Linked DNA regions of Mus musculus: region 1 is linked to region 2. A link is a contact called in public HiChIP or PLAC-seq data. All regions are on one chromosome and are shown on one strand. The core of a region is the stretch at or near the end of the contact, and the rest is flanking DNA. Distances in the headings are between cores, read along the strand shown. Region 1 holds the start of Hspb8 (heat shock protein 8). Region 2 has its middle 26 kb from the start of Gm36841.

Evidence for each region. HiChIP or PLAC-seq counts read pairs in DNA pulled down with a chosen protein or histone mark.
Region 1: an H3K27ac HiChIP or PLAC-seq map of embryonic stem cells shows a contact between it and region 2, with 17 read pairs. The contact joins the promoter of Hspb8 here to the enhancer-like site in region 2. A contact is called at or near these places in 8 of 39 promoter capture datasets (embryonic stem cells, epiblast stem cells, frontonasal cranial neural crest and 4 more), 1 of 15 datasets of contacts at CTCF or cohesin (the NIH/3T3 cell line), 3 of 484 Hi-C or Micro-C datasets (the N1E-115 cell line, cortical neurons and forebrain), 10 of 115 datasets of contacts at active chromatin or transcription factors (embryonic fibroblasts, embryonic stem cells, fibro-adipogenic progenitors and 3 more) and 3 of 9 other capture datasets (adipose tissue, liver and pancreatic islet).

Annotation. Positions count from the first base shown.
Region 1 is chr5:116,421,389-116,426,243 of GRCm38.p6, reverse strand. Hspb8 (heat shock protein 8) reads left to right here and starts at 3,380. Exons shown (of 3, transcript NM_030704.3): 1 at 3,380-4,131. The coding sequence starts at 3,765. It overlaps Gm42009 (a long non-coding RNA gene), which reads right to left and starts at 3,251. Exons shown (of 2, transcript XR_878709.3): 1 at 2,823-3,251; 2 at 244-521.
Region 2 is chr5:116,378,484-116,383,136 of GRCm38.p6, reverse strand. No RefSeq gene overlaps it. Among named protein-coding and RNA genes, the nearest start is that of Gm36841, 26 kb to the left of the region's middle. Within about 2 kb of position 1,781, at least 54 of the 459 cell types and tissues checked have an H3K27ac peak or open chromatin away from gene starts, as enhancers often do. A contact at or near this core is called in the N1E-115 cell line, embryonic stem cells and trophoblast stem cells, where this site is marked.

The DNA of each region.
Region 1 (4,855 bases), core at 2,131-4,630, 42 kb before region 2:
GCCTTGGGCTCCATTTCCATTCCCGTAATCCCAGCAGTTAAGAGGCAGAGATAGCTGGGCAGTGGTGGCACACGCCTTTAATCCCAGCACTGGGGAGGCAGAGGCAGGCGGATTTCTGAGTTCGAGGCCAGCCTGGTCTACAGAGTGAGTTCCAGGACAGTCAGGGCTACACAGAGAAACCCTGTTTTGAAAAAAACCTAACACCCCCCCCCCCAAAAAAAGAGGCTGAGGTAAGAAGAGTCGGGAGTTCAAGGTCACCGTCTGTTGTATAAGGAGCTCAAGGTTTGCCTGTGCTACATGAGAGACAAGGGCAAGTGGGAGTTCAAGGTCACCGTCTGTTGTATAAGGAGCTCAAGGTTTGCCTGTGCTACATGAGAGACAAGGGCAAGGGGGAGGGGGTGCTGGGTGGGGAGAAGCACAGGCCACAAAAGATGCTCAATTCAGTGCTGTCAAGCTTTCTCCCTTCTTGGTTCCAGGCAGAAGGGCCTCTAGAAATTCTCAATGAAGATGTGCAAAGAGGCCTGGGAAGGAAGAAGAAAACCTTTTAGAACACGTCCTCCAAACAGACTCACTCATAAATCAATACAGCTCAGCGGCACATAAACACACACTGCAATGCCCACCCAAATCCACATGCACTCAGCTGGGACCTCACGGCCCCCAGCCCAGCCCAGCCCAGCCCAGGCACTGAAGAGCCTCTCTCCAGCCCCCGCCTGGACCCAGGCAGGGCCAGATTTCTCCCTGTTCATCATACAGGGTGACTCTCCTCATAATTAGCTGCAGGCTCACTCAGCCCCTCCCAGCTGCGGTCTGTGCCCAGCCATGACGTCAGCTTAAGTCTTCTGGCGCAATGAGCTCATCCTGCATCGCACTGAGGCCACCCAGGTACTTGGGGGGACACATCAAGTCAGGACAGGGGGACCCTCTCTCCACTGGAGCAAAAGCCAGGGGTCTCAGCCAACTCACTCAGTACAGATCTAAGATTCAAACCAATCAGCTCTCCCACACAGTTTCTGGCACAGGACATCTGTGTGCATGGGCTGGCTCTCCTCTATTTCCTCATCTGAAAAATGGGTTGACGGTATCAAAGATGGTTGTGAACATTTCCCACCATTACTGCAGTGGCTCACCACTGTGAGTGATTCTTCTCAGTATCCTTATTTTGAGTAAAGCACCTCGTAAGAGGACGGCTTTCTACCAAAATGTCTTCTCAACCTGGGATTCAAATTCCCCAACATGCTCACCCCATAAAGAAAACAGAGCTGGGACCCCAAGACTCTCAAAGGGAAAATGACAAGTCCCAAGCTCCCAGCTGTTGAAGATTGGAACCTCAAACCCAAGACACCTGTAGGTTAAAAGATTCCTAAATTCATTTTCCTAGCAGGATGGAGGAGCAGAGGTTTCTAGAAATGGTTCTCCCTGGATCTGGGCTTTCAAAATATCCCACCTGGAGACCAGTGCATCTAGATACTTGTTATTATTTGAAATAAAGATATAACCCCAGCATGGTGCTGGTCTGTAGTCCAGCCTGCACAGGAGGCTGAAGCAGGAAACTTACAAGTTCAAGGCCAGCCTAAGCTGAGAGTGAGGTCAAGGCCAGTCTAGGTAGACTACTGAGATGTTATTTGAGAGTAAAGAATAAGGAAATAAAAAAGTCTCTTTATCTGCTTACATAAACCCACTTATACACACACACACATGCGTGCACACTACAGATTAGGATTTCCTCTGTGAGGAATAGCATAGTAGGACAACATAGTAACATTTAAAAGAATAACGAGAGGGACATATTAGGTAATGAGGAAGGATAGAATGTAGGCAAAGGACACATAAGTCATGAAAGATATTAGAAACATATTTTTTTTTCCTAGTTTGCATCCCATCACAGATTTGGTGTGTGTGTGGAGTGGTTCTATGTATGTACAGGGTTCATAAAGGGGGTTCCAGGGCACGGCTGTTCTGTGTACAGGGGTTCGCTGAAATGGATAGCATTTGGGACTAGGCAGATGTTCAAGCTTCACCCCACTGTGTCATGTTTTTATTTATGAACCCATGGCGACAAATGATTTTACAGAAGGAGGAGGATTAGAGGTGCAGCTAGCTCTGTGCTGAAATTCTTTCCAGAATGTATAAGGCAGTCAATGAAAAAAAAAAAAGTTTTCTGATGACTTATGACCATTAACTCTCCTGCCGAATGGGACAGTCATACAGTCCTGGAGCTTGTAGCTCTCAGTGCGCGGAAGAGGAGGGTTCCACCACCTGTTTATGAAGCACTTATGAGCAAACATTATGCAACCGATAAGTTGAAAGTTGAAAACTTAAAAGCACAGACTCCTCTCCGAAGTCTATGATGTCACGCATTCCTGACGACACGTCCCAGAGCAGGTTCCTCTCCTGCCCCATTCCACAGGTGGAAAACAGGCAGCTCAGACATGCCTTGGAGTTATATTGCCTCTGATAGAAACTCTTCCCTTGACCAAACTGCAGGCAGACTCCTCCTTGGAGGCCCAGGGGTGCATTCTCTTCACCCAGTTTTAACAAGAACAAGTCAGTTTAGACACAATCCCTATAATTCCATCACCCCCTGATCACCTCTTCCCATGCTTGATCAGTGGTTTTCAAAGCGAGAGCTGGCCACCCCAGTCTGTAGATATAGAGGACTCCAGTTAGATCAGTTTATCCAGAATTCCCTCTGGTCCCTGGATTCCCCCCTGGTCATTTCCCATCCATTGGCCCCCATTCTGCCTCCAGGCTGTAAATCCTCAGTGGCTCAGGCTGTGCTGGGAGTTGAACCCGATCTGTTTTCTCACCCCAAGACCTACCTATCCCAATAGACTCTGACTGACAACGTCCCTCTTTTCATAACTTAAACTGCCGTTTTTTAAAATTTCGTTCTCAGAAGTCTGAGGCTGTAAGACTTGGGCCATACTGTAAGTGGGGATTCCTTGTACTTCTTGATCCAATGAGGGGCTGTCTCTCTTCTGCGAGTCCCTAGAGTAGGAGGCAAGACAGAACATGCACTGAAGATGGTATTTCCAGAGTGTGACCTGAGCCCTCAGCCAGGCGGAGGGTTATTAATAGTCTGGCTTTAGTGCCCTGCGGGGCACGGGTGGATGGAGTGGACGCTGCTGGAGGCAGAGGGAGGGCGGGGGCGGAGCGGAGCAGGAGGAGGAGGAGAGAGTGCCTGAGAGGCTGGCTGGACCCGGACGCCACGGCCCCTCCCAGCTCCCCACCCGCTCCCAGAGCCCAGTTGTTCTCTCAGCGGATTCTCAGGGACTGGTTCATCACCTTTGAATACTCCTGTGACAGGAGGCGCTTGCAAAACCCGCCCCCAGCCCCCAGCAGCAAATAAATAGAAGGCTCCCAGCCCAGAAGCCAGGAGAAGTTTCTAGGCTCGCGAGTCCCCGAGCTTTATTAAACTCCTGGCTGTGCTCAAGACCTCAGCAGGCTTTGGCTGGGAGCCGGGGCAGCCTGGGAGGAAGGCAGCCGGTGGCTTACTGATAGCCAAGCGAGAGAGAGAGGCCCTCTGGGATTCTGCTGGGCCCGCTTAGGGAGGGGGTCACCTTTGTAAGCCAGGACCCCAGCTCAATTCTGGGCAGCCAGCGGATGGTTGGGCTCGTGGCTGAAGGAAGATCAGCATTTTCTGAAGTGGAGAACTAAATTCTGAAAGCCATCTCAAGCCACATCACCTTGCTGTGTGACCTTTGGGTAGGTGGCTCTGTCTCTCTGAGCCTCTGTTTCCCCCTCTAAGTTCGACCAACATCATGGCTGACGGGCAATTGCCTTTCCCGTGCTCCTACCCAAGCCGCCTGCGCCGAGACCCCTTTCGGGACTCACCGCTCTCCTCCCGCCTTCTGGACGATGGCTTTGGCATGGACCCTTTTCCAGACGACTTGACAGCCCCTTGGCCAGAGTGGGCTTTGCCTCGGCTCTCCTCTGCCTGGCCTGGAACCCTAAGGTCTGGCATGGTACCCCGAGGGCCTCCAGCCACAGCTAGGTTTGGAGTGCCCGCTGAGGGCAGGAGTCCCCCACCCTTCCCTGGGGAGCCTTGGAAAGTGTGTGTCAACGTGCACAGCTTCAAGCCGGAAGAGCTGATGGTAAAGACCAAGGATGGATACGTGGAAGTTTCAGGTGAGTCGGGGCGGGCAGGGTCCTGCTTGTGTGTGTGAGTGTGTGTGTATGAGTGAGTGTGTGTGTGTGTTGTGTGCTCGCATGTGCGCCATCACAGGTTCAGCCCAGAAAGAACTTCAGTAGAAGGGACCTGTGACAGACCACATGGCACAGGTGATCTCAGGGCTCAAGAATGCAACCCACAATGTTACCTTCAGAGACAAGTGTTTCTCAGTGGGCAACAGAATGAGTTTGGATATGACGTAGTAGCTGGGGTCCTCAGGACCCTGTGCCCCACCCGAGAGCTGGCAGAAGCCAGGCTAGACATTTTGAAATAGATAATTTAATATAAAGAATAAATGGATGCACCTAGGACTTCTGGAGACATGGGGAGAGGGGTTAGCACACTGACTCGCCGTGCGATCACTAGACAAGGAGACTAAAGTTGGATGGTAATGTCTGCAGTATGGCTCCTATCCTCGGCGAAGAGCTGTCTGCCAGGCGATATGCTGAACCACGACTTCAGCATCACATAGCACTTGTGTTAGTACAACCATACAACCAGAGGACAGGGTTTGTGTGTCCACATCTCCCTTTTGTACTTTAGGAAACGGAGGAACATAGAGGATTAGCATAATTTGTATTTGTTCAAGGTAGCAAAGGGTTCAAACCCAGGAAGGATATATATATATATATATATATATATATATATGTGTGTGTGTGTGTGTGTGTGTGTGTGTGTGTT
Region 2 (4,653 bases), core at 532-3,031:
TAGAAATCTCAGGGCAAACTACTCCCATATGCAGGAATTTACCATTATCTAGGAAGAAGGAAGGTTGTGGTCTAGGGAGGAACCAGAGTAGATACTTAGAACTATAGATAGCTGAGTTACACCCATACACAGGAATTAACAATGGCCTAGGGAGAAGGTGGACTATACAATAGACTAGAATAGGAACTAAGGCAAGGGCACGATGTCCTCGCCCCTGACTTCTAAGATTAAGCTGACCTTAGGTGGGGCTGCTTTTGATCCCAGATGTTAACATTGAATTTTATCCCAGCTGGTTCCTGCCAGTCCTTCATGTTTGCATTCCTCTGTTTTATGTAAGGATCTGGTAAAACCTCTTTGTACCTTGCGGGCGTGTCACCTTAACTTCCCTATTTTCTTCTCTATAAAAGGTCTGATGCTCCATTTGACAAATTACATTCAGATCCAGCACACTCTCGTGCCTGCGTCTGTCAATTCTCGCTGACTCTATGCCCATCTGTCCAAACCCCTGATTCCCATGGATTGAGGGAAGCTGACTAGGCCCGGTCCGTGGCAGTATAGAACAATCTCCTTTCTCCAATGTGTGTTTTTGGGAAAATATTTGACAAGAATCTTTCTCAAAAGTCGGGAAGCCGAAGCTGTGCAGGTTTATATCTGGACTTTCTGTCTTATTAACTGACCTCTGATTCTAGTTTTGTGCTAGCACAATGCTGTTTCTTTTCTACCCTGTGGCCATATAATATAATTTCAAATTAGGTACAGTGGTACCTCTGGTTGCTTATTTTGTTTCGTTCTTGCCTATGACTGAACTATCCAAGGTGTTGTGTTTCCAAAGTTTAAGATATTTTCTGCTTCTGTAAAGAATGATGTTATAATTTTTATAGGGATTGTATTAACTGCATGTCACTTTCAGTAATATAGCCACATCTTTACATTATTAATCTCCCCAATCCTTAAGCACATAGACCATTTGGTTTTTCATCCATTCGTCTATTGATGGTTTTTTCAGTGGAAGTCGATATAGTTAGGTCATGGCAGATAATATTACCTCAGTTAGCTCTTATACCCAAGATGGTAAGTAGGCAATCAGTATTTCAACTGGGCAGGTGAGGATGTCGGGACTCGTGGTAGTGAAGGAGATAGCCCATGGTCAGATAGTCAAGCAGTGGTAGACCTAAGATTGGAAGGACTCCAGCTGGTTCCCTTCCCATCCGATGACTCATGCAAGAGGCTTCTCACTGTCATCCAGAAGGCAGGAAGCAGAGAGCCCCTCACCACAGAGGAAGCCTGACCCTGTGGCTTAAACACAGCCGTTTATTTTCTCACAGTCTCAAGTTGGAAGATCGAGATCCAGGTACTGGCCAGTTTGGGTTTTCTGAACTGTTCTCTGCAGCTGAAGACAGTCACCTACATGCTGTCCTCAGACAGTGTGGGGAGATGAGAGGGATTCTCTGCTTCCACCCTTGTGACGCCATCAACCATGGAACCAGGGCCCCACCTCCATGACTCACTTAGGCTCCGTGACTCCCTCGATGGTAGTTACGGTCACGTTGTTGTGACCAAACACCTGAAAGAAACAAGAGAGGGCTGTTTTGTCTTGTGGTTTCAGAACAGTTCTTTGAGACACATGGTCATCATGGCAGCTAGGATGCCTGTTTGTGAGCCTCTGTACCAGAGACTTTCCACAGAGATCTCTGGCCCAGCCTGGGGCTAGGTTCCAGCGAAGGGAAGCGAGTGTGGGTGTGCGGGCAGGAAGGGGAAGTCGCGTCCACCACTTCTGCTGCTGCAGTTGGCTCCTGTCTCTGCCGTGCCTTCCTGCCTTCCGGGCTACTCAGTTACTCTGCGCTGCCCTGCACTGAGTCATGTCGGGCTGGACCAACGAGAGGCTGACTAGCCAGTGAGGAGTGCGGCGGAGCTTCAGATGGCGTTTCAGGAGAGCAGACCTCTTCCCAAGTGTTACAGTTCTTAAAACAGAAGGCTCGGATGACAGAGTAGTTTTCTCGCACTTTCAATTCCCTGGATAGGATTTATATACAGTTTTGGGAGTGATTCAGAGTTCGACAGCAGATACCTCTCATTGGCTTGGGGAAACCTTATTTGCAAGTGGGAAGACTTGGTGCTGCTCCTACGTGACTGAGAGCCACACAGCTCTACTGTGGGGAGCTGTGGGAGCCTTTAACTGTGACCGGAGCCAGGGGCCCAGGAGGTGTGGTTGAACACCTTCGGTCCCATCCAGGGGGAAATCACCACCCACCCGGTCACCGGGATTCCAGACAAAGGAAGTGTATGCTGGTGAATTCTCGCTCTTTGGCAATACCAAAAGAAGGATGTATCTCCTCCAGAGGCCACTCCAGTGAACCACTTTTGCCAGCTATGCCCCATCACCCCAAATTTCTAGAGCCCCCAAACCAGCAACGGCAGTTCAAGAAACACCATCACCCAAGTCTGAGTAAGACACGGCCCAATTCCAACTGTTCTAACCTTCAAACACAGCCACACTGGGGCTGAGAGCATGAGGTACAGATCTTTACAAAGTACGAGTGTGTGGTTTCCTGTGACAGCCAGAAGACAGCATCGGATCTCCTGGAGCTTGCGTTTTTTTAGAAGCCACCTGACATGAGCGCAGGTCTTCTGAAAGAGCAGCAGCTGCTGATCACCACCAAGCCACCTCTCCAGCCCCAAGGCATGGGTGTTCTTTGAGGAACGGGAGCATTCAGTCTCTAGCAGATTCTTTTCCAGTTTTTCTCTTCCCTCATCTGGATTCTACACCACACACACCCTACTGACGGAGAAGCTGTTCACGGCGAGAGCGAAGAGACAGAGAGACAAAAAGGCGAAAATATCCAGCCAAGCAGCAAATATTTACTGACTTGGTAGATCTTTTCCTTTACTCCCCTCACAAATGAAAACAGACCAGAGCATCCACTACTGTCTTCTCGGATTATTGAACTAAAACTATTTCCCACCACAATGCTTTTATTAGTAGAATGATTAGATTTTTTTTTTCTTCCAGCGAAGTCATTACTGGAGCAGGAGCCTGTGGCCATCCAAAGAAATACCCCAGACTAGCCTAAACCGACAGCTTTCTCTCATTTGTCTGTGGGCAGGGACAGCATCCATTTCCTTTCCTTTCCTTAATCATATTTTTTTTGTAACTCCATAAAACATTTTAGTGCAGCAAAATGAGAACATTAGAGGAAAATAAACACCAACGCCCCTGCCCCCATTCAGAGAACAGAGCAAACTATGATTCTGTTTATGGCTGCCCCGCTGGCATTGCCCTCATGATGATTGGCTGGCCAAAATGACAGTAAGTAAGTTTGCATCCTTCCTCTAGTGCATCGTGTACCACGAGCATCTTTCCCCTCCCCAGATTCAGGATTCCCCTTTAAAGGTCTGCCTGCTACTGGATTCTGTCAGATGGGCACTTCATCATTGATGTAGGAGCAGCCACACCCACCCCCGCCCCCCACGTTACATGGTTAGGCTGCTTCTCGCCTTTGCCTTCTTATAAATGAAGCAGACTGAAATGAATGTTCTGGGAGCTCAACGTTTATGCTCGTCCATACTTCCTTTCCTAGAAGTAGCATTCTTGAGTTAATGCGTGCTCACAGTTTTGTTAGCATTACTGATCATTCATACAGCCTATACACATATACTTTGCTCTCAGTGGGGAGGGTTTTGTTTCCCCCCTTCTGTTTTCTCCTTTCAGGAGACATCTTTAGGGAGACAGGTACAACACAGAAATTCAAATAAATACAGCTCATTATCATTATCACCAGGAGAGTTAACTGATCATTAAGTTGGAATTGTAGAGCCTGTTTAATTAGCTTGAATTCAATGGCATTTCATCACATGTAAAACAATTGATTTTAAGGTACACCACTATTTGAGGTGAAATTAAGAAGGGGGAAAAAAGTAAAACCTCTTCTAATTAAGTGGCGGCACACCCCCTTAGCAGCTGCACGCAGTACCTCAGTCAGTCTCAACATCCTTTACTTGAGAGTCTTTCCGTCTGGCCTAAAGGATTTGGCAGTTTCCCTCATCTCTACTGCCTCAGGCTTGGTGTATAGTATAACAAGAAACTCCTTTAGAGGCGGTGACTCCATTGGTACAGTGCTTACCCACGTAACATGAGGACCCAAGCTGATCTCCATAAAAAGCCAGGCAGAGAGGTCCATGCTTGTGATCCAAGCATTGGCAGAGGCAGAGATTAGACCACCAGCCTAGCCTATCTGCAAAGCCCCTGGCCAGTGAAAGACCCTGTCTTCAAACAGGAGACATTTACTGCATTTGAGGGACCCAAGGCTGACATCTGATCTCCATTATGTGCAGCACACTGTAAAATTCTTTTATACATGTCTCAGTGACAAAATGTGGGTGTTCCTATTTTCAGGGGTAGGGGAGGTCCATCAGCAAAGATTTTTTTGTTGCTTTGTAAGATGAAAAAGGGGGTAATTGGCATTATTTCCCCCAAAATAGCAACTTACTTTAGTGGGGTCATATTTCTGTCCTTGCTCAATTCAGGAGCCTCTGCAGATACACGGAGACTTTCCATTTCAATGGGAAATCAAATCATAATGTAATTTTTGAGGACATTCTAAGTGGCAATTAAAACCAATGAGTCAAGTACCAGTCATGTGAATAACTCAGCTG